4 separate regions of the Mus musculus genome follow, and all the other regions are linked to region 1. A link is a contact called in public ChIA-PET and HiChIP or PLAC-seq data. All regions are on one chromosome and are shown on one strand. Each heading gives the region's core, a stretch centred on a gene start, on an enhancer-like site or on the middle of the called end of the contact. The rest is flanking DNA. Distances are from core to core; before and after follow the strand shown.

Region 1 (6,425 bases), core at 1,739-4,238:
AGTGCCTTGGACTCCTTTCTCTCAGGACAGGGACTAATTCGACAGTTCGGCTCTAAGTACCTAGGAAGGAAATGCCACTGAACTGACAGTTACTAAATGGCTGTCAGGACAAGGTTTCTGGCAGACATGACAACCTCAACAGAAGGGGGTGATACTGTAAGGACAGAAGTCAGAATGTGGGAAGGTCCCCTGAGGCCAGCACAGAGGAAGATGCAATGCTGGGACTAGCTCTGGAGCCCTCACTGGCTCTACAGAGTTAATCCAGAGTGTGCTGAGTCTAGTTGATACGGACAGTGCTTGCTTGGTACTCCAGAGAATTTCCATGTCTCTCTTCAGTTGGTACAAAGTAAAACAAAACTTAAAAAAAAAAATTGTCCCAACCCCCACCAGGCATGGTAGCACTACTGTAATCACCAGCATTTAGAAACCAGAGCCAGGTGACCTAGGCCAGCACGCTATCTCAAAAGAACACAGTGCAGAAGCTGCATGTGAAGCATCTAGAAGAAGGTCCCTGCAACCATTCACACTGACCATTTTAGTCTCTCATGCAGCCCAGGCTGGAGGTTTCGAACTCTGTTCCTCCTGTCTCACCCTCCAGTGTAACCAATACTTCTTGTGTGCTAGACAACACTCCACTCGCTGAGCCATATCACTAGCCATCTGGCAGTTGTCGTTGTGTGTCTTGTTTGTTTGCTTTGTGTGTTTTTGTGTGTATGTGGTTTTTTTTTTTTATCATGAGGATGTCATTTCCAATGTACAAATGTTGACATTTAAAATAAAATGGGTGTCTAGAGAACTCCTCGGTGGTTAAGAGTACTTAATGTCTTACAGGGGACCCTGGTTTAGTTCCCAGCACCAAATGGTGGCTCACAATGTCTGTTAGCTCCAGTCTAGGAGTTCCTATGCTCTCTATGCCTCCAGAAGTCCCAGGAACATGGTGCGCAGACATAAGGCAAACTAAAACTCATCCATCATACACATTCCCAAGTGCGTGTCATCGCTGCCTGGTGAATGCGGTGGACTTTCTAAAAATTAGCTCTTAGATGAACATTAGCATGAGGTGATGTTCTGCTCATTCCCGTTTGTCAGTTATTTGTAGATGTCAGTGCCAGGAAGCCATGCTTACGTGAATAAACAGATGGAAATTAAGGGTTGCCAGCACCACTGATTTACCTGAGTTCCTTCCATAATAATGCCCAAAGTATGATCTGTTGTTGGGTTCTGTTTTCAGTTGCCTAACAAATGGTATTTCATCAAAACTTCAATTAGGTTGAAAACAGAATTAAAAAGTATCTAAAGCCGGGTGTGGTGGCACACGCACACCTTTAATCCCAGCACTCGGGAGGCAGAGGCAAGTGGATTTCTGAGTTCGAGGCCAGCCTGGTCTACAGAGTGAGTTCCAGGACAGCCAGGGCTACACAGAGAAACCCTGTCCCAGAAAACAACAACAACAACAAAAAGTATCCAACTTAGCCCTGGGGCCTTGAATTGTGCTCTATGCAGTGCCCTGAGAGCACCAAAGCTTCCTCCTAAGAGAAGAGGGGAGGGAAGAAAGCCGGAGGTGGTGAAGCACACTCTAATCTCAGGAGCAGAGGCCAGTGGATCTCTAGGAGTTCAAGCCAGATTGAGTTCCAGGAAAGCCAAGGCTACACAGAGAAACCCTGTCTCAATAATAAAAACAGACAACAACAGAAACAAATAAATAGAGATGAGAAGGAAAGGTAGATACCGGCCCTCTCTGACAGATGAATCCTACGAAAGCTGAGGGTTTGGAAATGGATTCCCTAAGAACTATTTGAATCATCAGTCTGGTCCCCAGGAGAGTCCTGGAGACCTGGTAGGATATGGGTTGGTAGTATAAAGAGAGGGTCATCCTGGGCGCCCAAGCATGAACTGGCTGACATTGCTTTGATAGAATACTTCTGCCCTTGTACTCTGAAGCCCATGTTGTGAGCTCACACTGAAAAAAAATGCACACCACCACCTCTTCCCTATAGCAGACCCTCAGGTAGTTTTGCTCTTTATTGTTAATGTAGCACACACACCACTCCAGCACACCTTTTAAAATGTTCAGGTGCCGGGCGTGGTGGCGCACGCCTTTAATCCCAGTACTTAGGAGGCAGAGGCAGGCAGATTTCTGAGTTTGAGGCCAGCTTGGTCTACAAAGTGAGTTCCAGGACACCCAAGGCTACACAGAGAAACCCTGTCTAGAAAAATCAAAAAAGAAAAAAAAGGAAAAAATGTTTAGGTGGAGCTGGAGAAATGTCTTGCTGGTAAGACTTGGCCACTCTCAAGAGGCCCTGGCTTCAGTTCCCAGTACCCACATTGCTGTGGACAGGAGCCTGTAAGTCTAGTTCTAAGGTATATGACACCATCTTCTGGCCTTCTCAGGGACTGCACAAATGCAGTGCACTACATACATGCAGGCAAACACTTAATATACATAAAAATAAACTTTAAAAATGTTTTAGTGATGGAATTTCATTATCACTGGCTCCCTCTGAAGTCCCATGTATTTAGGCAAACACAAACTGTTTTTTAGGAGACTTAGGTTGGCCAGAATGACAAAGTATCTATGGCATAAAACAGATTAAGAATTGCCCCTTGTTTCTGGAACATTCAAGATGTCAGGTTCAATGCCATGGCCTCAGAGTTGGTACTTATTATACCTGTGGGCGCCGTGTGTGCTGGCTTAGGACACAGACCCTAGGGGCTGCGCATGCTTCCTTAGACTCTTGTGTCTCAAACTGGTCAAATCAACATTATCCTAAGAATAGAATGCATTCTGATAATCCAGGTCACAGTTAAGCATTTGGGAGTCCAGTTGGAACCACCAGCACGTGTGGCTTCCAGGAGGTCCTTGATCAACCCTGAAGAGGAAGGACACTCTTGTTGTCTCTAAGCCACAGTGAACAGTTGAAGAGTTTCTTGGTTTTTATCAAGCAGTTGTGACTTCCCCTGTAACGTAGTTGTCTGGGTTGTTCCTTTAACGTCCTCCTCCATCAGTCGCTGTTCTCCTTCCGGTGCTTCTCTGGCTGCTGATTTCCTCTGCGCACCAGGTCCCCTGACTTGAAATGACAAGGCCGCATTTAGCTCAGGTTTCTCAAACGCTGCGACTTCATCTCGTTTACAGTATCACATTTCTGTTGCAGTACACTGTGTGATCTGGGCCTCCCCACAGCATTTTAACAATTGGTAATTGGGCAGGAAGTATGTTTTTATTACAGGGGCCTTTTGATTTTGATTTTACAGTCATGTCGTGTTTAGCAGAGAGCAGGAGGTGGGCAAGTAGTGCTCTGAAACACATTTGTGACAGAGAGAAGTCTGTTGTTTCAGCCACTTGGCTATCTGTCAGCTCTTCTCAGACTTCCCCCTTGTGCTGGTTGCCTGGCAACCTGGGGCTGGAGCAATCAAACCGTGGCCAGTGCTTTTCCAAGCCCAGATTGGGAGATGATTTATTGGTGAAACTGTAAGCACCGTAAACCAAGCCTTAGAAATGGATCTCTCTTCCCCTCCCCCTCTCGGTTTATAGGAACGACGTTGCGAAAAGATAAAAGAAGGAAGTTAATTGGAGGATTTTTATCACACATACACACAGAAAAGAATAAAATTAGGTCCTTGTTGTGTCCACATATTGTTATTGGAACTTCTTCCTTTATTGCTTTCTTTTTTTTCTCTCTCCTTTTTTTTTTTTTTTTCCTTCGAGACAGGGTTTCTCTGTGTAGCCCTGGCTGTCCTGGAACTCACTCTGTAGACCAGGCTGGCCTGGAACTCAGAAATCTGCCTGCCTCTGCCTCCCAAGTGCTGGGTTTAAAGGTGTGCACCACCACTGCCCAGCTGGTGGGTCTCTTTCAAGCGTGTGCACAGTATGTGTCTGTGTGAGCACAGTATGTGTCTGTGTGAGCACAATATGTGTCTGTGTGAGCACAATATGTGTCTGTGTGAGCACAATATGTGTCTGTGTGAGCCTATTATAGAAGACAGGGCTTCTGATTGTTCTTTCTGAACACGCCCAGGCTCCCCACTTTCTGCTTCTGCCCATGCTGCCTTTTCTCCCATCCCCCACATTACCTCCACTTTTCTTTTTTGAGATAATCTTTCAGTGTAGCTAGCCTAGCCTTGAACAGCTGTCTTGCCTTCACCAGCAAAATGCCAGAAGTAATGGGTGCCCCCTGCTCCTAACTAAAGTCACTCTAGCAAGATGGATTTTCCTGCCAAAATGAAACTCCACAGCTCTTATGACAGTATCTCCTTCCTAACCTCAGATACCTTCTCCAACAAACAAGTGCAGGGAACCATGTTCTGCATCAGAAGGGAGGAGGGGGCAGAAAAGTCTCAGCTTGCAGCTCAGTGTGTCCAACTGTGAATGCAAATGCATTAGTAGTGTGTTTGTATCCCTTTTAAGCAGATAGAGCTGATCTGTTTGTGTGTGTGATTTACACACAGCTGTGTTCATGTTCCCTCAGTATCAATATTTTTAGCAAAAGTGAGGTATCATGGGAGCACTGTTGTTCTGAACAGAAACCAGCAGGGCAGCCTTGTGATTGGCTCATACCAGCTTTCTATCTAGAAGCCTCCCTTTAGGGACTTGCCTGAGTGTGATAGCCATCATTCACGGGGGCAGAGTGAGCAAACACAGTGCCTGTGGTGGGTAGGAGACAGTGACTGCTGGTTGACAGGAAGCTTACTGGTGACTGAGGTCTGCCTTTGATGGAAGTGCTTCTTAGCTCCACTGGACTGCATTTCTTAAAAAGACATTGACTTTCCTTCCCTTTGGGCTCATAATCTTGTTTTGTTTTGTTTTTAAAGATTTATTTATTTATTTATTATATGTAAGTACACTGTACCTGTCTTCAGACACTCCAGAAGAGGGAGTCAAATCTCGTTACGGATGGTTGTGGGCCACCATGTGGTTGCTGGGATTTGAACTCCGGACCTTTGGAAGAGCAGTCGGGTGCTCTTACCCACTGAGCCATCTCACCAGCCCTCATAATCTTGTTTTATGGGTTTTTTTTCTTCTTTGAGTAGGATCTCACTACGTAGCCCTGGATGGTCTGGAATGTACCATGTACACCAGACAGACTGGCTTTGAACTTACAGAGATCAGCCTGCCTCTGCCTCTCCAGTTCTGGGGCTAAAGATGTGAACTACCATGCCCAGCTGGTTTTCTTTGCTTTGGTCGGTGATATCTTAGCTGAACTCAGTGAGGAACTCAGGCTAATATCATATAAAGGGAAAATAAAGTCCCTACCAGGGATTACAGTGAGCCTGTGGTGCCTTTTCCTGATCTGGGAAGTCAGGAGACGTCTCAGTGGCTTACAGATATAGTGTATTTGATTTGAGATCATATGTCTGTATGAATATGGGTCGTTGTTGCCCAGAGCTGTGCTAGTACAGTTATATAGCTCCACAAAGGTGACCATTTGGTGCTTGGGCGTCTTGTTATTGTAAGCCACTGGTATATACACACACACACACACACACACACACACAGAATATATAAACAGTATATATGTGTATGCAATATAAATATATATATATACTTACATAAATATAATTTTATAATGTAAACACTTATGAACACATATTTTTGAGATATAACCTCTTGTAGCTCAGACTGTTCTTGAATTTCCTATGTAGCTGAGGGTACCTACCCATCAACTTGTGATCCGTCAGCATTTCCTTTCCTAGCACTGGCCTGTGCTGCTGCTCCTGATGGGGAATGGATCCAGGGCTTCATACTCAGCCCTCCACCCTCCACCCCCCACCCCTTTTAAAACAGGTTTTACAAAGGGCTTTCTCACTGAAATGACTTTTCTCCTTTGCGCTTTAACAGCCAAGCTACAGTTCTTTTTATTTTATACACCTTTGCTCTGTGCTGAGATCAACTTTGTTAATGAAAGCTGAACCTTTAACAGCATGTTTCTGAACCACGTTCTGGAGCATTTGTATGGAGATTCTTGAATGATACCACAGGGAAAGAATGGCTGTTTGTGTTCTGTTATTAGTGCCAGGTTATTTTTAATTTGAACGTAGCTGTGTAGCCAATAATTGGCAAGATGTATTTAGTCAGCTGAATCTTTGCACCTGTTGATCTGCTGTTTACCTAGCCTCTGACTTGACTGGGCCAGTACCCTGAAGCAAAGGACTTTGCTGTGCTCAACACAGTCATCTAACTTAACTCAGAGAGTCATAGGTAAAGGTAGGTGGGAGGACTCAGCTGTTACTTACACCACCCGACATGTAGTCATTTTCCTACTAGGTATGTGGTCCTTGAATGGGAAATAGAGTAATGTTCATTTGCTAGGAGACAGCCTGTGAAGGAGTAGTCAATACACAAAGGTTGAAATAGAAAACTGCTTATTCTTTCCCTTAAGCAGGTAGCTGGTAGGAAGAGGATAGCTTGAATCCTCTAGTAATTGTGT
Region 2 (7,270 bases), core at 211-2,710, 240 kb before region 1:
ATGTACTCTTCTGTATTTGCAAGCTGCATGTTCATGTAGCCATCCACGGAGACCAGGTAGCCCTTGTACTCCATGCCCCACTTAAGTTTCACCATCACTGGCTTCCCTGTCAGTCCACTGAGAAAAGGCTTGGGGTTGAGGGGTAGACTGATCACGACCACCGGCGAGCGCTGCACCCCGCTAGCCGCCGACTCCGCCGCTGCCCGCCCCTTGTGACCGGAGCGGCTGCCGCTACACCCAAGCGACCCGCGCTAAGAGAAATGGCCGACCAGTAAGCACCCTTCTGTGTAAAGTTTTGTTGACTGGCACAGAAATTTACCTTTTTGTTCATTTTAGGGAAAAATCAGTTCTTTCCCTGAATCTTGTTTTTTGGTTAGGCTGACAGCAGGGCTTGTTGTGTGTTCTCTGAGGGCGTTGTTCGCTTGTATCAGATAACCAAATTCCTGGCTGTCTAATTTGGAGCACTGCAAGAATGCTCTTGAGGGTTTTGAGCTATTGCAGAATTCACAGTCTAGGGGCTTGAGCTGAGGATCATGCATCCATGCTCTTAGCCACTGAGATCTTTATCCAGCTCCCATACTATGCACCTCTTCCTAAAAGTATAATATTTAAAGCTGGCATTGCTGACATGCACCTGCAATTCTAGCATTTGGGAGGTTACAGCAGTAGGGCACAGAATTGAGACAAGCCTAGGCTATGTGAGACTGTCTCAAAAATACAGTTCTGTTTTCAGACTGATCTGTCTAAAGCCATAAGTTTTGTTGGAGATCCAAGGCCTCGGGCATGCTGGTCAAGTGTTCTCCTACTTAGCCATACTCCTAGTTCACTACTATGAAATTTTAATGAAATGAAACATGAGAAAAGCCTTTGGTGACTTTTGATATACTATTTCTTTTTATTTCCTTAGAAAGGCAAAGAATTCCTTAGATAAGTCAATCCCCAACATAAGACTGTTTTAAATAGGTTGCAGTACAAATGTTAGCAGATAAAAGATTGATAACTTTTTCTTGATTTAGAACTTCTTCAAATTGTTGAAGTACATTTTTGGCTTCACTCAGAATAAACTTTTTGGCTTTGCTATTATCTTAACAGTAATGGAGAAAATATTTAAGTGGAAGCTCAAATATTGATAACATATAGAGAGGAAAGATCCAAAGTTACTTGCTCTAAACTTGGGCTAATTGTACTTGAAAACTTACACTAGGAACTCTTCTTTGAGGAAAGAAAGTACCAGATAATCAGAAAGTTACTGAAATGTTCCCTTAGTGGCACAGCTGAAGGGGTTTACATAGGAAGCAGTTGTAAAAACAGACTGGATGAGGTGTAGGTGACAGGGAGTGAGTACTCAGAGTGTGAGGACTCACACTGGTCGGAGGCTTACTACATCATGTGAAATGAAGCTGTTACTATTTCCCACTGAAGACTTCTCAGTAAGGGGAAGCTTAGCTGTGGGTTAGACAGTGTGGCTTTAAAGCATAGCTCTGCAATGTCATGTAGAAGCTTCTAGGTAAATGAGGAAGTCTCTGACCTTCCCTAGGCCTCAGTTTTCTCAAGTACAAGATGGGGATGATAATATCTCATAGATTTTGGAAATCAGATGAATCCATGTATGCAAAGTGTGATTGTGAGGCCAGGTACCCCAGTGCTTGTAAAATACCTAGGTGTGGGTTGGAGAGATGGCTCAGCGGTTAAGAGCACTGACTGCTCTTTCCAAAGTCCTGAGTTCAAATCCCAGCAACCACATGGTGGCTCACAACCACCCGTAATGAGATCTGACACTCTGTTCTGAAGACAGCTACAGTGTACTTACATATAATAATAAATATATCTTAAAAAACAAAACAAAACAAAACCTAAGGCTGGGCGTGGTGGTGCACGCCTTAATCCCAGTACTCGGGAGGCAGAGACAGGCGGATTTCTGAGTTCGAGGCCAGCCTGGTCTACAAAGTGAGTTCCAGGACAGCCAGGGCTATACAGAGAAACCCTGTCTCGAAAAAACAAAAACCAAAAACCAAACAAACAACAAAAAAAACCTAGTTGCTGGACTGCTCAGACATGGCAAGTTGAGACTAGAAACCACTGTGGGGCACACTGTTAAAACTGCACTGGAAAGACAGGATGAAGATTATGAGTGTGAGGCTTGAGGCTAATTCTGTCTCAAAGGGGGAAAATTATATCATGACTAAATATACGGGGATTAGATAGACAGTGAACATGATTGAATTCTATTCTTTGGGAATGATGCTATGATTTTTAGGAAAAGTAGGTGAGGATTGGATTACAGCACTACCAATAAACAACAAGTCCATGTGTATCCACTTGAGAAGGTTCATATCTGTGGTAGAGCAACTCTTACTTGACTTTTTAAAGTCATTAAAGTGAATTAATTTGTATATACGCTGTAAATAATTTGCCCAATGAAGAGAGAAATTAGGAACTGCAGAAGCAGTGCGTGTAAGCCAGAGAAAGGAAAGTGGTGTCTGAGAGAGACTGGCAAAAAACAGGACTGAGGGGATGTTCTGTTCTGTTGGCGCCGGGAACAGACTAGTCTTCAGGGCTCAGGGTTGGTAGGGTGCTATCTGTTGAAGAGTGTCTAGAATGGGTGGTCTTAGTGATGGGTATGTTGTGTCTGAGTTGTGGTGAGTCACAGAAATAGGACCTCATAGAGTTCTTGTCTCTGTTACCCTCCATGATGGCAGAACATTGTTGAGAGGAATTCTGAATAGGTGGGACTTTTAGAGATGACGGTCACCACGGATCAAGCCTTCCTGTTCTTTGGCTATCTTCTTGCCTTCAGATAACACTGATACTAAACATGTGGGCTGTTTGTAACCTGCTTTAAACAAAACCTATATTTATAGCTTAGTCTGTGAAGTGACTGAATATGTTCATTTAGGAAGCCAGAAAGCATGCTTAGAATAAAGAAGGGCTGTGGAGAGGACTCCCCAGGCAGAGGGTTTGCATGAGGACTGGAGTTCAGATCTCCAGTGCCCATGTGAAACTCGTGTAGCTGTTGTGGAGGCTTGCTGTAATCCTAGCATGGGGATGTAGAGGTGGGATCTTCAGAGCAAGCTATCTAGACTAGCCGAGCCAGTAAGCTCTAGGTCTAAGTCGGAGATCCTGTCTCAGTTTATCAGCTGGTGCGTGGTTGCGGAAGCCACCTAAGGTCAACCTTTGACTTTCACACCATTTGCCCCCCACCCCCCCAACACACACACACACACACACACACACACACACACACACACACACACACAACACACGAGCCAAAACCGTGGTGCGCAGGCCTTTAATTCCAGCACTCGGGAGGCAGAGGCAGGTGGATTTCTGAGTTCGAGGCCAGCCTGGTCTACAAAGTGAGTTCCAGAACAGCCAGGGCTACACAGAGAAACCATGTCTCGGAAAAAAAAAAAAAGAAAAGAAAAAAGAAAAAAAGAAAAAGCCAAAACCCACTAACTTAGGCAGCTATAAGCCAAGAGAGGTGGTGGCACATGGCTTTATTCCCAATCCTAAGGAGGCAGAGAGGCAAGTGGATCTCTTGAGTTTGAGGTCAGCTTGATCTGTATAGCAAGTTCAAGGCTGGGTGGGCTTCTCAAAGGAAAAAAAAAAGCATAATTAATGTTAGCTATTAGTGATAAATTCTTTGAGACTTTTTTACATGGATAGTATATATGTATATTTGAGTCATTGTGTTATTATGTATTCCCTGGTATCTTGTAAAGAAGTATAAATGTACTTTTAAAATAGATACACACTAGATATATTTTTCAGTTACTGTGTTTAGTACAACAAGAACATTAACATCTTTCAAGTTGTTAGATGTGCTTTGAGTATTGTAACGATATGTACTCTTCTGTTGTATGACTTTGCTGTACTTTGCTGGCAGAATTTAGTATCATTGAACATTCCTGACATCTGCTGTTTTCCCTACCCAGTTGTGTATTGTGTCTTTAAATTAACTTGGCTTATAATGGATGTATAGTGTGTTGGGGGCAGAAAGTGCTGAAAGTTGACAGCAGCAAAGCAAAGGCTCACTTTATTCCAGACTTGACAGAGCTCTAATTCAATAGCATGGTTGTGGTCACACATATTACTATTTTATCTGTAATCCCCCCACCCCCCCCACACACACACAGACACAGAGAAGGGCAGAAGTCTACCATGTTAGCCTGGATCTCTGTGCTTTTTAGATCAGATCTATATTGGACGTGCCTGATGCTTAACAGTTGGAATTCATTTTGTCTTGTTTACAGCAAAATATTCTTTGTTTGGCTTTGTTTTTTTTTGAGACAGGGTTTTCCTGTATAAAAATCCTTGGCTGCCCTGTAACTCATTCTATAATACCAGGCTAGCCTAAAATACACAGACATCCCCCTGTCTCTGCCTCCTGAGTACTGGGATTAAAAATATGTACTATTATGCCTGGCCTAGCAAGATATTCTTATTTTTCTTTCTAAAACAAAAAGAGTGGCTGATCACCATGTCTCCCGACCCCAGATTAAGTGTTGAACCAAATTGAGTGCTTCTGTGGTGTGAGAGTCAAGACAGTGGCACAGAGTGCTTGTGTTTGGTTGTGGGGAGCCCTTAAGAGCTGTGTATGTGTTTTGCAGAATACTTTGGTTGAAAATATTTACACAGAAAATGAGTTTGTGGTATGAACACATTGGAATAACGAATTTATCACTCCTAAAATAAATCTCAGTGCCACCAGCATCCAAGGACTCCTAAAAGCTGATGCTAAAGATAGGGCTGGATAGGAAAGACGACTGATCTCTGTTTTAAAACACGATTTCTTCAGAGCACTTTTCTGGGCTGGCATTTGTTAACTTGTTTATTATTTTCACAGGCCTTCCCTATACACACTAGAAAGCAAGCCAGTCTTTCTTTTCATGGCACCCAGCAGTGCCCAGTGAATAGAAATTGTTAGATGAGTGAATGACTTGTAGTAGACCTGCTCTCTATCTCTTCACGTTAGTACTGAGCCAACTAGGAGAAGAATTTTGCAGACACACCAAACGAAATGCAGCATTATTTGGGTTGTTCACTGTGTATAAAGATAACATGGAAGCTTGCTTTTCCCAGAGTACCCTTTCTTCCTCTACCATCGCAGTTCTCCTGTGTCAGGAGTTGACTCTCAGAGATCTGCCTGTCTCTCCTCCAGGTGCTGGGAATGAAAGGTGCATAGCACCATACCTAGCTACTTTTTATTTTAAAAAATATTTACTTATTTTTATCTTATGCATGTGAGGGTCTTGCCTGCATGCATGTGTGTTCACAATGTGGGTATCCTTTTGGGGTGCCTCCTGGATCCCCTAGAGGTGGAGCTAGAGACGCTTTTGAACTGATGGTTCCCAAGTGGGTGCTTGGGAACTGAATTGGTGGTGATGATCCTCTGTAAGAGCAGGGGTGCTTTTAACAGCCTAGCTTTATCTCCAGCTCCCTAAGTGGGAGAATAAGAATAAGAAGACCAACAACAACCAACCAACCAACCAACCAACCAACCAACCAAACAAAACCCCACTCTAAAAAAATCAATGAGGCGGGAGGTGGTGGCACACGCCTTTAAACCCAGCACTCGGGAAGCAGAGGCAGGCGGAATTCTGAGTTCGAGGCCAGCCTGGTCTACAGAGTGAGTTCCAGGATAGCCAGGGCTACACAGAGAAACCCTGTCTCTCGGAAAACAACAACAACAACAGCAACAACAACAACAAAATCAAAACAGTGAAATGACTTGCAACTGTGCCCATCCTAGCTCCCCAAGTGATGGGTTCAAATGAGCCTTGTGCTGTAGGCTCCCCCACTAGTAGCTAGCATTACAAAGTGTCTGAGTCTTGATTCTGAAATAGTAAGACTCATTCTGGTGCTACTTTGCACTATTTAGAACACACCGCACTAGAAATACAAGATGTGGTTTCACTTCAGCAGCACACACATTAAAACTCGGAACAATCTATAGAAGAGTACTATTGCCCCTGTGCAAAGATGACATATAAAGTCACGAAGCATTAAAAAAACGTAAGATGAGCCTTAACAAGAACCATATATGCAATTTTTATTTTCTAGGAGCCACATTAAAAAAAGAGGTGAAAGAGGTAGACAGTGGTGACACATGGGAGGCAGAGGCCGGCGGACCTGTTTGGGTTTGAGACCAGCTTGGTCTACAGACCTAGTAACAGGACAGCCAAGGCTACACAAAGGGACCCTATCTCCAAAAGAAAAAAAAATAGGTATGCATGTGTGTGTTCTCTCTCTCTCTCTCTGAGACCTAGTATTTTAGATCTAAAATATTATAGTTTTAACCATAGAATTAAAACAACTAGAAACCATAACACTTAAGCACTTCTAGGTCCTTTAATAATTAAAAACACAAAAAACAAAAATGGGAGGTAGAGTATAATTACATCTGTACTATTAGATTAGTTCCTTTAGGGGAAAAGATCTGAAGCAGACATGGCAATATGTTAACATTTGTTACGCCTTAATAGTTGATGCATACTATCTCATAGTATTCTTAACAGTTATTTATCTATATTTTGTTTCTTTTTTAAAAAAATAAGGATATATAAAAATTGATGTGAAGGATTAAAATGTGAAGAAATTAATTATTTGCTTAGTTATAAATGCTGAAGGGGACATTGTGCTTGATTGCTATTTATTTATTTATTTATTCCATTAACTGGTGAATTTCAGAAAAATGCCAGGTTATTTTCAGTATCTGCTTTGTGTGGATAAAACTTCTTATGAAAGACACACCATCTGGATACAATTTAATCCAATTCAAGCTTATTGCTATCATCTTTCAAAGAATGGAATATTTCTTGAACGTCTCTGTTTAGACAGATGTTTGATTTGTAGATTTTTAATTTGAGGTGTCAAATAGTAACATTTTTGGAATTTAAGAACTTTAAAGCCCTCTTGTGATAATTCAATCAACAAAATTTCTTTTATTATTTATTAGATACTGTATTAAAGGTGCAGACCAGATGTTCACTTAGTGTAAATTAGATGTTTTCTTTTTTAAAGAAGCAATCTCTTTTTCTTCTAAACCCTGTTTATTTTTAAACTGAAAACTTGAAGGCCAAAATAATATTCTTACCAAAACAAAGCAAGGCATACAATCTTATTGCTTGCTAAGTTTAATTTAAAGATATTTTCCTCTGCTGGTGGGATTGCAAGCTTGTACAACCACTCTGGAAGTCAGTCTGGAGGTTCCTCAGAAAATTGGACATAGTACTACCGGAAGATCCAGCAATACCTCTCCTGGGCATAT
Region 3 (6,612 bases), core at 1,485-3,984, 160 kb before region 1:
GGGTTTTATTAAGTGTAGCATTTGGTAACAACATTAATCTGGAGTTTGTTCATAGGCCCTTGTTAAGTATGAGAGTTTCTCTGTGAATAGACTGGTGTATTGTTTCCATGTCAGGGTTTCCAGTGACATCCTGATACACACTTCCCATCACCCTGCCATTGCAGGTGCCATGGCTCCCCCTCCCCAAGTCCCCTTCACAAACTTACTGGCCTGCCCATAATACCCTATTTGTTTCAGTTTTTTTTTTTTTTCTCCTTCTCTTTCCCTCACCCATTTTTTTTTTTTTCTTATTATGATCCTTCTTCCTCCACCTCCCAAGTGCTGTGCCATCGTGCCTGGTTTATGCAGTGCTGGAAGCTTTGTGTGTGCTAAGTAAAGGCCAGCCCCAGTGTAGTCTTTTCTGCTGCCGGCGCCCTGCTCCTGTGCTGAGGCCTGCTAGCTAGCTTTATACGTAAGCCCGAGCTTTCTGACCTTTCCCTGTGCCTGCGTCTTATCTGCGAGGCATCTGAAACCCAGCACCTAATACATTCCCCTTTCTTCTCCTCGAATGGGCACTGAACTGAACTGTTGTTTTCAGGGCAAACATTTCACCAGCTGAGCTATTTCTGCAACCCAATGCTTTGTCCTTATGTTTTTCTTTCCCTTTCTTAGTGTTCTCATTACAGTTGTGCTATGGAAACAGCGCTTCAGAATTCTTTCCTGCGTTCAGACCAGGGACTTGGCTTATAGGCATTTGGCTTCTCTTTCCCTTGGCTTCTCATTTTCTCTTGAGTTGGGCATCAGCAAAAGCCCTTCCTTGCTCCAGAAGCAGACTGGGTCTCCAGAGGAGCGCTGCTCCTAATGACCTTCAGGTTCTTGGGGCGTTTGCTCTTATTCTCCTGATTCGGCCTGAGACAGCTGTATAATTACTGTTGCAGGCAGTTCAGTTTATTTTAGAGAACAAAGAACATGGCACATTAGAGTGTTTGTAATGCTGTTGCCCCTCCCCCACAGCTAGCGGAACAAGGAAGTAATGGTGTTAGGTCTATGGATTCCATATTAGTCAGGCATAATTTTGAGTAAAACAACACAGGTATTTAAGTTCTCATTTGTGGGCAAATTTGTTTCCCAGAGATTATGTGGTGATATCTGGAGAGGTTTTTCTTTTTGTAATGCTGATCAGAACTTGGGGTTGTGCTAGCAGAACCTAAATGGGTATAGACCGCGACTGCTCCTACACATCCAGTATGCACAGCGCACCCCCTCCCACGTACACACAAAGACATATCTAGCTCCAGTTGTTGAAGGCACCACTGTAGAAAAACTTTCCTTTACACTGAACTGTGAATTTTTCTTCTTGGGCTGAATAGAATAAACAGCTATAGGCAATGTACAAAGCAACACAGGTCTGTGTGTAACGACCAAAGGCTTCCCATTTGAAGGTGTGACGTGGGGCTGGGGAGATACGGTGCTTGCTGCACGAGCCTCAGTGTTCTTGTAAGAAGCCAGGTGTGGCAGTGCGAGATCCAGTCCTAATCCTCGATCTGGGATGCAGACGGATCTTAAAGTTTACTGCCTTGCTGGTCTTGCTGAGTCAGTGAGCTCCAGGTTCAGTGAGAGAGCTTGTCCCAAAAATACGGTAGAGATCAACTAAAGAAGACACATGATGCCAGTTTCTGGTCTCCATGTGTACTGACATGGAACATGTGTATACACACAGACACACAAATGTACACACACATGTGCATGTACACACATATACAAAACCTTCGAGGTTTTAAATTTTTTATTGGAAATATGCTAGGACATTTCATCCTCGAACGTTTCTGCTTCAGTTTACGATGATAAAATCGTTCCACTGTCTTCAGTTTTATTCATGTGTATGAGGGTTTTGTCTGCATGTATGTCTGTCCGCCGTGTGTATGGCTTGTGCCTAGGGAAGCCAGAGGAGAGCAGCTGATCCCCTTAAGCTGGAGTTACAGAAAGTTAGGAGCTGCCTGTCACGTGGGTATTGGAAATTGAGCCTGGGTTCTCTGAGAGAGTGTTCTTAACTATGGAGCTATTCTCTGGACCCTAAAATACATAGTTTTAAAATTTTAGTAGAGCTGTTAATTGTATGCTAAGGTTTGCTCTTTTATCCTTAGGGAGGAAATTAAGGTTTTCTATTTGCTACTCTATCAGACTTAGTTCTCGAAATTCTCTTAAAGCCTGTTTAGAACGTGCCATTCAGTGTCTTGCCTCCCTGTGTATGAAAGCAAAAGCTTTTGCTAAGGCTTCCTGCTACAAAGGCTCCTCTTTGCATTTGACCCCTTTGTTCTGGGCATTGACATTGGGGCCTTCAGTAAGCCCTGGATTCTGAGAATTGAGTGTACAAAACCCCCAGATTGATGGTGTTCCTGGTTACTGATCACACAGGTAGAGAATTGCTGCCTCACTGGGATGGTTAGGTTTGGCCAGATGGACCAACCTTACACCACATCAGTTTCAGATGGGAAAGTTTTCCTTCTCACCTGCTGAGTCCACATCTCAGTGTCACTTTGCAGCTTCATCAGTGACTCCTGGCATGTGTTGAGGCCTTCTCCACAGCAGGATGCTGCTTATGAGAATGCCTGATTCCTCACACTGTGAATACGAGTGTCAGAGTAACATTTCCTTCTCTGGAGTCTAAGTCATTACATTTTCTTTCTCAGGCATGTTGGTATAAAAGAGAACAGGAAAAGAAAATTGATTTCCCTTTGAAAGCAAGTCACGCAGCTATAGCAGCTCACCTGTGGCTTCCTGTTGCATGTGGGGCTGCAGCTGTTTTTCTGGCACTAAGGCCTTCTAATTCAGACTATTCATTTTTATTTTTTGAGACAGGGTCTCTAGTCCCTGCTGTTCTGGAGTTTGCTGTGTAGACTGGCTGGCCTCAAACTCAAGAGATCTGCCTGCCTACTGCCTCCCAAGTGCAGGGATTAAAGACACGTGCCACCATACCTAGCTCCCTTTGTTTTTAAATGAGAATGCTAAAACAGTTTCTAACATTTATTTTTATTACACTTAATTATGTTTATTATTTTTTTATTTTTATTTTCATTGGTGTTTTGCCTTCATGTCTGTGTGAGAGTGTCAGATCTTGGAGTTACAGACAGTGTGAGCCGCCATGTGGGTCTTGGGATTTGAACCTGGGGTCCTCTTAAAGAACAGTCAGTGTGCTTAAACACAGAGCCATCTCTCCAGTCTCCTATATTTATTTATGTATAGGTGTGTGTGTGTGTGTGTGTGTGTGTGTGTGTGTTGGTGTTGGCACGTGCATGCATGTGTGTGCGCTCATATGAATGCACAGAGGCGTCAGATAGCCTGGAGCAGGAATTATAAGCATCCTGAAGTGGGTGCTGTGACCAAACTTAGGTTCTCTAGAAGAACAGTATACACTTTTAATTGCTGAACCATCTCTCCTGTTGTTGCTCTCACACTCCATCCCTCCCACCATCGTGGCTAGCCTGAAACTCACTATATAGACAAACTTTAAAGAGATCTGCCTACCTCTGCCTCTCAAGTGCCAGGATTTAGAGCCATCATCAGGCTTGGCCTGGTATTCAACAACTTATGATGGAAAATAATCCTCACTGCCAGATAACATTGCTGGTTTTCAAAGGTTTTCTTTTTGTTTTTGTTTTTTAATTTTAATAGTCTGCAACAGCACCAGGTTTTCATTGCTCACTACATGAGATAACCTGGAATTTTGAGGCACATAATTTAAAGCAGGATAGCTTTGTGGTTAAGAGATGGACTCTGGCCAGGCATGATGGTGTACACCTTTAATCCCAGCACTTTGGATGCAGAGACGAGTGGATCTCTGTTCAAGGCTAGCCTGGTCTACATATGGTGACCCTTTCTGGAAAACAGACAAACAGAGGTAGGTGAGAGAAGGGATGGGAGTCAGGGGAGATGGGCGCTGCTGGTGGTGATTTAACCGTCTGGAAGAGCAGTTATAACCATGTACAAGGTCCTGGGTTTAATCTCAGCATCACAAGTGGGTTGTAGATGTAAGAAACATCATGTGTGTGATTTTAGTCATCTTGCTTAGCCCCTTTTTGTGCCTGCTTTGGCTGTTGTGGCATTTCTATAACAGTAACACCTATTGAATTTTATAAGGCTATAGATGTTACCACGGCATGGTTTGGTTTAGTTTACACATATTTTTCCTGCATAGTTGCTATTTATGTCTGTTTCCTCTCAGATGTATCTTGGTTCCAGTGGACTGGGGGAAGGACAGTTGATATCCTTCCTTTAACCTTTGGTGTTGATCAGAAAACTCCTAAGAAAGAATTGAGAAAATCTTTGGTGAACCTTGGGGTCACTGCTGTGGGCAGTGTACAGTCTGTGCTTGGTATGTACACCCCCTCAGCATGAGAGATGAGTGTTCTGTGAAGTTGATGATCTGTCAAATTTTTCACTTACTTTCTTGATGGTCTCCTTTGGTTTCATGCTTTACTAATGTAAAATCTAAGTTTCTTTTTTTAAAAAAAGATTTGTTTGTTTTTAATTTTATGTGTATGGATATTCTATCTGTGTGTCTGTCTGTCTACCATATAGTCCTGTGGGTGCTAGGATGAATTCCATTGTTCTTCATCTCTGAGCTATCTCTCCAAACCACCAAACCTAAGTTTCTCTCTTGAGTGCAGACACTTGTCTGTCTAGATCCTTACATGTGCGTCCTGTCTCCTCACCATGCTCAGGATGAACCCCAGGTCTACCACTGAGCTCCCAGATCTCAGACAATGGTGGCTTCATCTGCCAGTTGTTCAGGCCACATTCCTCAGCATTGTTGGTGACATCATTGTCACCGAAGTGACATCAGTTTGCTTTTATCTTAAAAACACCTAGAAAGCTGGACCTAGTAGTACAGATCTAATCCCATCTAGGAAGTCGAGGTAGAAGAGCTTAACCTAGGGCCTGGGCATCTCAGAGCCCTTTCAGAAAAACAGGAGAAGAGCACTTGAATTGTTGTTTTGTGGTAGATTGCTCATATATCATGTGCAGTGCCCCGAGTTCAGTCTCCAGAACTACAAAGATAAATACACAAAATTCTAGAAACAGATTTGAAAGTCCATAGAAATCAGACATTTTCCATTGTCTACCTCCACCATCTTGGCTATTTTAGCCTTAATCAGCCCTTGTGCTTCAAGTTTTCCTTTTTTATGGGGAGGTGATTTTTTTTTTTTTTTTTGAGGGAGGTCTTGGTGGCAGGCATGAGAGACTGGCTGCAAAGTTACAGAGATCTGCCTGCCTCTCATGTGCTTGGATTAAAGGTGTGTGCCACCACATCTGACAGGATCTTTTTTAAAAACCTAAGTATTTCATTACTATATTTGTATGCCTTCCCCTCAGCAGAGGGTTTTAGATCACAGAGAAGCTGGAGTTCCGGGAAGTTGTGAGACATGTCATGTGGGTGCTGGAAACTTAGCTCTGCTTGTTTGGAAGAGCAGCGAGCACTCTGGCTGTGACCAATGTGATCATTATTTCTTTCCTATCATATCCTTATGGGAATGCCAAGAAGAGTCAGTTCACGCCCTTGAATGACAGCCAACACTTTTACAAGGCCTCCAAAGTCTCTAATGTCTGCCAGGTCCAGCTTTCTCTGCCCCTGCCCCGAACTCTTGGAACTTCTTTTTAGCCCCTCGTTGTCTCTTGTCCTTCCAGTCTGCCTGGCCTCTTGGATTCTGACCGTGTCTGGACCAACTGATTGTGAGCACTTGCCCTTGCCTCAGAGTCCGTCGTCCTGGCCCTGTGGCTTCTTCCCTCACTATCTCATTGGAGTGTCTCAGGAGGTCATCCCAGATAGAAACGTGTCTTCATTTGCAGCCGTCCTGGTCCTCGTTGTCTTCCCACTTGAGATTGTTGAATGTGAGCATATTTGTGGTCTTCCACTTCCTGGAACATAACTTCTACCAGGGGAGAGATGCTTGTGTTTGCTGTTTCCCAGCCTCTAGAGTAGTAGGAGCAAAGGGCACACACTAGACATGTGTTCAGCCAGTTGATAGCACTTGTGATTCTGAGATGTGTTCTTCACTAGATTTTGTTTTTAATGCAGGATATACTCTGCCTGCTTCATTTGAGCAGTCGAGTTCACACGCATTGAGTATCTGCAGCATTTCTGCTAGAGACAAACACTGCTTTAAACATTCATTTATTTATTTTTGGAGGGAGAGACAGTTTGTGAGTTAGAGCTGTGTGAATTAGCAGCCCAGAGCCATGTAGGAAAAAGGGGCTCCTGTGGAAACTGTGAGCCCTGGCAGTGCCAGAGAGGCCTGGCAGTGCCGGCTGGACTCTGCTCAGCTGCAGCTGCTTCAGATCCTGCCTTTGCACTTGTTGGCAGTATGGCATTGTAGAAATGATCTCTGCTTTATTGTCTATAAAGTAGATAGGACAACTGGTCTGATACAGTTTCCTGAGCCTTTGGAAGAGTCTGATGGGGGAGGGGTATGCTTCGTGACACTCCTGTGTGTTTTCTGCTCGTAAGACGCTCCTAGTAGGGTGGTAGTGACATATCTCTTCAGTGCCATATGATTCCTCTCCGGGTTCCTGTTTTTAGATGTCACATATTGTTGTATTTACTGTCATGATTTCTGTGTTACATGTAAAGGAACG
Region 4 (6,479 bases), core at 2,128-4,627, 180 kb before region 1:
AGGAGAAGGAGAAGAAAAGAGAACATAGTAATTGGTGAAATAGGAGATAACCTGGCTGATGATGGTGGCTTACACTTGTAATTTCAATTTAGGAGGTGGAGGAAGGAAGATTCTGAAGTTTGAGGCTAGTCTGTGCTTCATGGTGAGATCCAGGCAGCCTGAGTTAGAGAGTTGAGACACTGTTTCACTTCATGGTGAGATCCAGGCAGCCTGAGTTAGAGAGTTGAGACACTGTTTCACTTCATGGTGAGATCCAGGCTAGCCTGAGTTAGAGAGTTGAGACACTGTTTCACTTCATGGTGAGATCCAGGCTAGCCTGAGCTAGAGAGTTGAGACACTGTTTCAATGACAAGAGAAGGAAAAACCCAATCATCAAACAATAAAAAACCAAGCTAATCCATGAGCATGGCAGTGTTTTGTTTTTGAAACACAGCACAATTAAGCGTTACTTCTTAAGTGATTTGCTTTTCCTTGTGTGATAAAAATGCATTTCTCATGTCAATGGAAGGATTTCTTAGCCACCATTTATACAATTTGACTCATCTCTCAAATACAGAAAGAGGAAGAGGATTTGAGAAGAAAAGAATAAAAACAACCATCAAAACAGACATTAAATAAATATAGTGATTTGCCAGTTTTAAGCTTCTAGTATTGGAAATGAAATGTTTGAATCATAATCTGTCTATACAAGGAGTATGCAGGCATTTAAAAGTCATTATAAGTGGGGCAGGTGAGATGGCTCATAGGGAAAAGTGCTTGTTGCACAAGCATGAAGACCTGAGTTCAAGCCTCAGCACCCACGTAAAAGCTCAGTGTAACTCTATAACTGTGGTACTGGGAAGCCAGAGTCAGGAAGAACCTAGGGTCTTGCCCAATTTCCTCTCTAGCTAAATCACTGAATTACAGATTCATTGATGGAGATCCTGACTTTAAAAAGTAAGGTGGAGAGCGATAGAGAAAAATAACCCAAGTTCCATTGGATACATTCATACACTGAGGGAAGGAAGGAAGGAAGGAAGGAAGGAAGGAAGGAAGACAGGAGAGAAAATTAAGATAGCTTTTCCCCTTATGTTAAACAGAGGCTGTTTAACTACATAGTATGATCCTAGCCACATACCAGTGCTTACTCAGCATGGTAAGAAGAAGTGGTGGTTACCTTTCTCTGGACAGTAGGAGTGTAGATAATTCCATTTCCTTTGTGTTACTCTTTTTTGCCATGAATTATTTAGTCCTTGTAGGTATAAGAGAGATCCATGTCAAAGCCAGGAAACTGTGGCATCAAGAGGCAAGAGGTTGAACAGTTTGGCTAGGATTCCAGATTCCTCAGCCTCTGATTTTTTTTTTTTTAAGAAGTTACATTTATTGTATTATCAATTAGTTTTATTTAATGGGTGTTTGTATATATGCAGCAACACATGGAAGTCAGAGGATAACTTATGGAAGTTAGTTCTTGAATTCCACCATGTAGCTAGAATTCAGATTATCAATCAGGCTTGCTGGCAAGTACTCTTAGTTGCCCTCTGATCTTCAGAACTCGGTCATTTCTCGAGTCAAGCAACTCAGTTTGTGCCTCAAAGGCTTTATGATCAGCCATTTCTACAGTCTCGCATTGATGTCAACTTTGATTGCAGTATTTTTGTTGTACAAATGCAAAGAGGACTTGTAGCTACATCTCATTAACCATTCCTGAAACTGTTGGTTCCTAATGTTTCATTAAAAGTTCTGTGATGAGACAATTAGGCTAATTAGGTTTCCTTGAAGATAACTGAAGTTGAAGAAAAATCACATAACATTTATATAAAGTATTTAAAACATTCCATCAGGTACAACGAAGAAGGATAGGTTGGTGTTTTTTGTTTTTGTTTTTTTTGCAAATCCTTATTTTTAAGTGTGTGTGTGTGTGTGTGTGTGTACGTTACACATGTCACAGAGCATGTGTGGAGGTCAGAGGACAATGTTCAGGAGTTGTTCTCTATATACTGTGTGGTCCTAGGAGACGCTCATCAGACTTGGTGGCATGGTACCTTTACCTGCTGAACCATCCTGATGGCCTCTATACTCCTAGTCTGTTTGAAGTGGATGCTTGTAGTTGATAAAGGATGAGTAGTGCACACTCTTAGAAGTGAGAGGTTCGGCCTCAGAGCTGGAACAAAAGGATGCTAGCAAGAGAAACTGAAGTTTAATACTGCTACCTGCTTAGTACATTAGAAGGGCTGTAAAATTTTATGGTGGTTATATGTCAGCCATGTTTGGGTTTGGTGGGTAAAATTAGGCAATGACTATAAGTAACTTTAGAAAGAAACATTTTAATTTTGATAATTGTAAGTTCTCTGTGGATATTTTAAAGAATTTGTGGTATGTTTAGATCTTGATGTGAAAGCCAAGTGTTCATGCCATTAGCATTTGCACTCATTGCTCAGTTCTGCAGCAAACAGACCTGTTTCTTACATCTTGCTTTTCCAAAGCCAGTGAGCTCCTAGTGATCTGGGTATTAAAGGTGGTAGTTTCTTTGTGGCTGCTGAGCTTTAAAAGAGTAAAAGAGAGCACACACTCACCGTGCATTTGCCACACTGTCAAGTCAGCACACTCCAGTGGTGTGTGCTGCTGTGTTCACAGCTGCTTTTACCACGAAGCCACCGGATTATCTGCTAATAATTTAAAAATAGATGGGTGGAAACAGGTCTCTGCTGGGCTTGAGTGTCAGCATCAGAAGTGAATTGTATGCCTTTGAATAAAATGACAATTGAAGTTATGCCCTGTAACACGGTCTTTAGGACTTCTCAGACCAATTTATTCTGTGCATAAAGAACAGGAGGAGTTGATTAGGATCTTTTTATATGACCAAGGTTGGAGAAATTTTCATTGTATGGGTATGGGTGTTTTGCCTGCATTATGTCTGTGTAGCACATGTGTGTCTGTGCCTGAGGAGGCCAGAAGATCATCAGATCCCTTGGAACTAAAGTTAGAGCCGATTGTCTGATGCCATGTATGTACTGGGATTCAAAACTGGGTCCTCTGCAAGTGTACCCAACTGCTGAGCCACCTTTGCAGCCCTGGAAAGGTGGGTCATTCAATTTACTCATTAGTCTTTTCCTTTTAAACATTGAAACGTATCATATGTAGTTGGCATGTCATGCATATGTAGTATGTAGTGAACTTTTTGGAGTTTTTTGGTATCACCAACCAGCCAACAAAGACAAAAAATTAAATTTCTGTCTTGGTTTCTTTTTATATTGCTATGATAAAAATATTTGGCCAAAACAAGGGAGCAGGTTTACTTTGGCTCGAAGTTCCAGGTTGCAGACTGCCATGGTGGGGACAACAGAGCTGCATAAGCTTAAGCTTAGAGACCTGGTGATGTGACCTCAGTCATGAGGCAGAGAGAGGGGAAGACCAAGGCAAACAGCTGCTCAGCTAGCTCCCTTTCCCCGTTTACACAGCACCGAGTCTCAGCCGGGGAAGGGCGCTGCCCGCAGGTCTGATTGTCAGGTTGATAGTGAACACTAGTACAGTGTCCAAATCTTTCTTCAAAATGAGTGCTTTTTTTTTTCTATTATGAAAATTTAACAAGTATTTTTGGAAGGGGCTCAAATTAATAAATCTCTTAAATTATACCTATTAGTATTTGCTTAGTAAAAAATGAACAGTTTAGGGCCAGCTATAGTGGTGTGCATGCACCTTTAGAGTACTTTGGAGGCAGAGGCAGGTGAATCTCTGTGGTTTAAAGCCAGCCTCGTTCACATAGTGAGTTTCAGGCCAGCCAGGACTAGTAATAAATCAGTGGAGGAAAATGAGAGAACAGACCCAGCTTGACCTCAGAATGGTGAGAGCAGCTTTTTCAGCTGAGAGGACTGTACCATAGTCCTTGTTCGAGGGTATGGGATGTGTCATGTGTCATGTCATGTGCTCATGGCCTTGAGAGGCCCAGAAATTGCCTTTCTGAACTGTAGGGTGGAAAGATAAATCAGGTTCTTGGTTTCTATGATCTCAGAGGTCCAGGAAGTGTAGTGGGGGTTGGCTGCTTTCTAAAATTCCATGGGTGGCAGGAATCTTGAAGCCTTGGGCCTGTTTTGGGCTATGATTTTGGGGTGGGGTATTTTCTTTAGTAAGATGCTGTTTCAAAAACAAACGAACAAACAAACAAAAACAATAAAACGAACAGTTTTTCCAAAAGAAAGAGTTTATTCTGGGATTATCATTCCAGAGAAATAAAGAATCCATTGTTGACATAACAGGGAAGCAAGGGAGCAGTTAACTACAGCAGCAGGAACACCTAAGAGCTCACATCTCTAACCTAAGCATTAAGCAGAGACTGAGACTTTAAATACCACTGTAACAGTCTGTGCGGTAGGGACGATATACTTATTGTCTGCTTTGTAACATTTTAATCACTACTGTGGTGTCTGTGTCAACGGGGCTGAGACACCAGACTTCTGCAGCAGCCTCCTCTCCCTCCACCCTCCAGCCATTGAGCTCCTCCATGCACCTGCTTGTTGAAATAGCTCTCACTGTACTGACTCTCACTGTACTGGCTCTAGTGCAGAGGATGATCTCGAACCCCTTGCACTTCTGTTTGCTGAGTGCACCACGTCTTTCTATGTTAGAGAAATGTCTGGCTCTGCTTGTTTAGAGCTTTTTGACTTTTCATTGATCCAGCTTTTGTCAGAATTTCGTTATCACACTAATTGTGTTTAGTTAGTTGCCAGAGCCTTGTTTGCTTTATTTTATTTTATTTTTTTGAATTTTTTTGATTTTTTGATTTTTTGATTTATTTATTTATTTATTTATTGAATTTTTTTGAGTCCTGGTTGGCCTGGAACTCCCTATGAAGACCAAGTTGTCTTTAAACATGTGATCCCTCTGGTGGGCCTTCCAAACAGTAGGTTGTGCTCAGTCTCTCTTGTGTGTGCACATGCACCCTGCCCCCAGATTTATTTATTTAATATATGTGATTACACTGTTGCTGTCTTCACATACTCTAGAAGAGGACATGGCAGATGGTTGTGAGCCACCATGTGGTTGCTGGGAATTGAACTCAGGACCTCTGGAAGAGCAGCCTGTGCTCTTGACTGCTGAGCGGTCTCTCTAGCTGGTGCATGCACTCTTGCTCACTCCTCCCCATCTCCTTTCTCCTCTTATCCCAGGTAAAGCACTGAGTGAATTGTCTTTTCAGCCCAGGTTCTTTGTTTTTCTTCAGAGGCATCTTTGAGTATTTCTGTAGGGTGTGGCTCATGTCCTGGAACATAGTATATAACCGTTTGGATGCATACCCACTGCTTGTAGTTGCTGGCTTATGGAGCCATGGTGGCCCAGCCTTAAACCTGTCATTCAGAACCAACGGTGAGCCCTAAATCTGAGCTTGAATTATGAGGAAGGTTTTGTAGTTTTTGTTTTTGTTTTTTGTTTTTAAGATTTACTTATGGGGCTGGCGAGATGGCTCAGTGGGTAAGAGCACCCGACTGCTCTTCCGAAGGTCTGAAGTTCAAATCCCAGCAACCACATGGTGGCTCACAACCACCTGTAATGAGATCTGATGCCCTCTTCTGGTGTGTCTGAAGACAGCTACGGTGTACTTACATTAAATAAATAAATAAATAAATAAATCTTAGAGAAAAAAAAAAGATTTACTTATTTATGTATTTTACAAAAATGAGTACTCTACTAGTATGTATAGCTCTATGCCAGAAGAAAGCATCAGACAGAAGAGGGCATCAGGTCCCGTTACAGATGGTTGTGAGCTACCGTGTGGTTGCTGGGAATTGAATTCGGGACCTAGAAGAGCAGCCAGTGCTCTCACCCACTGAGCCAGCTCTCCAGCTCTGGTGTTGTAATTCCTATTTCTGTCAGGTTTGCTTTACTTGAATCTTCTGTAGCCCCTGATTTGTTGAGACTTGTAAAACACTTTATGTGTGGGATTATTTGTTTGGGGGTGGGGAGTGGCCCATAGGCTACTGTGCCTTTGCATCTTTTGGTACAGAAGGATCTCACCTCCTGAACTAAAGGGCTTAGCCTCCTTGAAACTGATCCTGTAAGGCGAGGTATAGAATGAACCTCAGTGTAGGTTTATGTACCACCTCATCCCTGCTTTCATCTTATTCTCCTCCTTGCCCTGCAGTTTTTCTGTGTCAAGGAAAAGAGAAGCTTTGTAATACAGTGGAGGATGGATGCAACAGTGGATTCTCATCTTTATACCAAGCTTACTTTTCAAAGGGGAAATGGAACATTGTAGAGTAGTACCCTAGATAACCCTTAGCCACTGCTATTGGCCCAGTGCCTTTATTGATCTGAAATTTTATTTTCTGTTTCGTGAACTTCAGTAAGAAGCATTTAAGCATATTTAAAGTAAATCATTTTCATTTCTTTTAACCTTCCCTACCTCCCCGTAGATGGATGCAGATATAAATAAATACAAAGATTTCATTTCTGCCAAAGACAGTCAAGAGTTTGTGTAGGCAGATACTACGTATTAAACTGTGTTC

What was found. ChIA-PET counts read pairs in DNA pulled down with a chosen protein or histone mark. HiChIP or PLAC-seq counts read pairs in DNA pulled down with a chosen protein or histone mark.
Region 2: a contact with region 1 is called in an H3K4me3 HiChIP or PLAC-seq map of bone marrow-derived macrophages, with 2.9 times the contacts expected there. The contact joins two enhancer-like sites. A contact is called at or near these places in 5 of 39 promoter capture datasets (the C10 cell line, the HPC-7 cell line, cranial neural crest and 2 more), 11 of 115 datasets of contacts at active chromatin or transcription factors (bone marrow-derived macrophages, embryonic forebrain, embryonic stem cells and 4 more) and 1 of 9 other capture datasets (embryonic stem cells).
Region 3: an RNA polymerase II ChIA-PET map of memory CD8 T cells shows a contact between it and region 1, with 95 read pairs. The contact joins two enhancer-like sites. A contact is called at or near these places in 2 of 484 Hi-C or Micro-C datasets (the HPC-7 cell line and cortical neurons), 6 of 115 datasets of contacts at active chromatin or transcription factors (bone marrow-derived macrophages, embryonic stem cells, extraembryonic endoderm stem cells and 2 more) and 2 of 9 other capture datasets (adipose tissue and liver).
Region 4: a contact with region 1 is called in an H3K4me3 HiChIP or PLAC-seq map of bone marrow-derived macrophages, with 4 times the contacts expected there. The contact joins two enhancer-like sites. A contact is called at or near these places in 2 of 39 promoter capture datasets (the C10 cell line and pre-B cells), 1 of 15 datasets of contacts at CTCF or cohesin (the NIH/3T3 cell line), 33 of 484 Hi-C or Micro-C datasets (the C10 cell line, the C2C12 cell line, the G1E-ER4 cell line and 20 more), 25 of 115 datasets of contacts at active chromatin or transcription factors (the 230-238 cell line, the NIH/3T3 cell line, bone marrow-derived macrophages and 16 more) and 4 of 9 other capture datasets (adipose tissue, embryonic stem cells, liver and 1 more).

What each region holds. Positions count from the first base shown.
Region 1 is chr4:150,553,608-150,560,032 of GRCm38.p6, forward strand. The region is part of intron 11 of Rere (arginine glutamic acid dipeptide (RE) repeats); the gene reads left to right. Among named protein-coding and RNA genes, the nearest start is that of Gm52709, 89 kb to the left of the region's middle. Within about 2 kb of position 2,989, at least 225 of the 459 cell types and tissues checked have an H3K27ac peak or open chromatin away from gene starts, as enhancers often do. A contact at or near this core is called in the G1E-ER4 cell line, the HPC-7 cell line, bone marrow-derived macrophages and 1 more, where this site is marked.
Region 2 is chr4:150,315,286-150,322,555 of GRCm38.p6, forward strand. All of the region lies in intron 1 of Rere (arginine glutamic acid dipeptide (RE) repeats), which reads left to right. It also overlaps the pseudogene Gm13092. Among named protein-coding and RNA genes, the nearest start is that of Rere, 37 kb to the left of the region's middle. Within about 2 kb of position 1,461, at least 32 of the 459 cell types and tissues checked have an H3K27ac peak or open chromatin away from gene starts, as enhancers often do. A contact at or near this core is called in the HPC-7 cell line and bone marrow-derived macrophages, where this site is marked.
Region 3 is chr4:150,396,492-150,403,103 of GRCm38.p6, forward strand. The region is part of intron 1 of Rere (arginine glutamic acid dipeptide (RE) repeats); the gene reads left to right. Among named protein-coding and RNA genes, the nearest start is that of Gm52709, 68 kb to the right of the region's middle. Within about 2 kb of position 2,735, at least 20 of the 459 cell types and tissues checked have an H3K27ac peak or open chromatin away from gene starts, as enhancers often do. A contact at or near this core is called in memory CD8 T cells, where this site is marked.
Region 4 is chr4:150,376,079-150,382,557 of GRCm38.p6, forward strand. All of the region lies in intron 1 of Rere (arginine glutamic acid dipeptide (RE) repeats), which reads left to right. Among named protein-coding and RNA genes, the nearest start is that of Gm52709, 88 kb to the right of the region's middle. Within about 2 kb of position 3,378, at least 13 of the 459 cell types and tissues checked have an H3K27ac peak or open chromatin away from gene starts, as enhancers often do. A contact at or near this core is called in the G1E-ER4 cell line and bone marrow-derived macrophages, where this site is marked.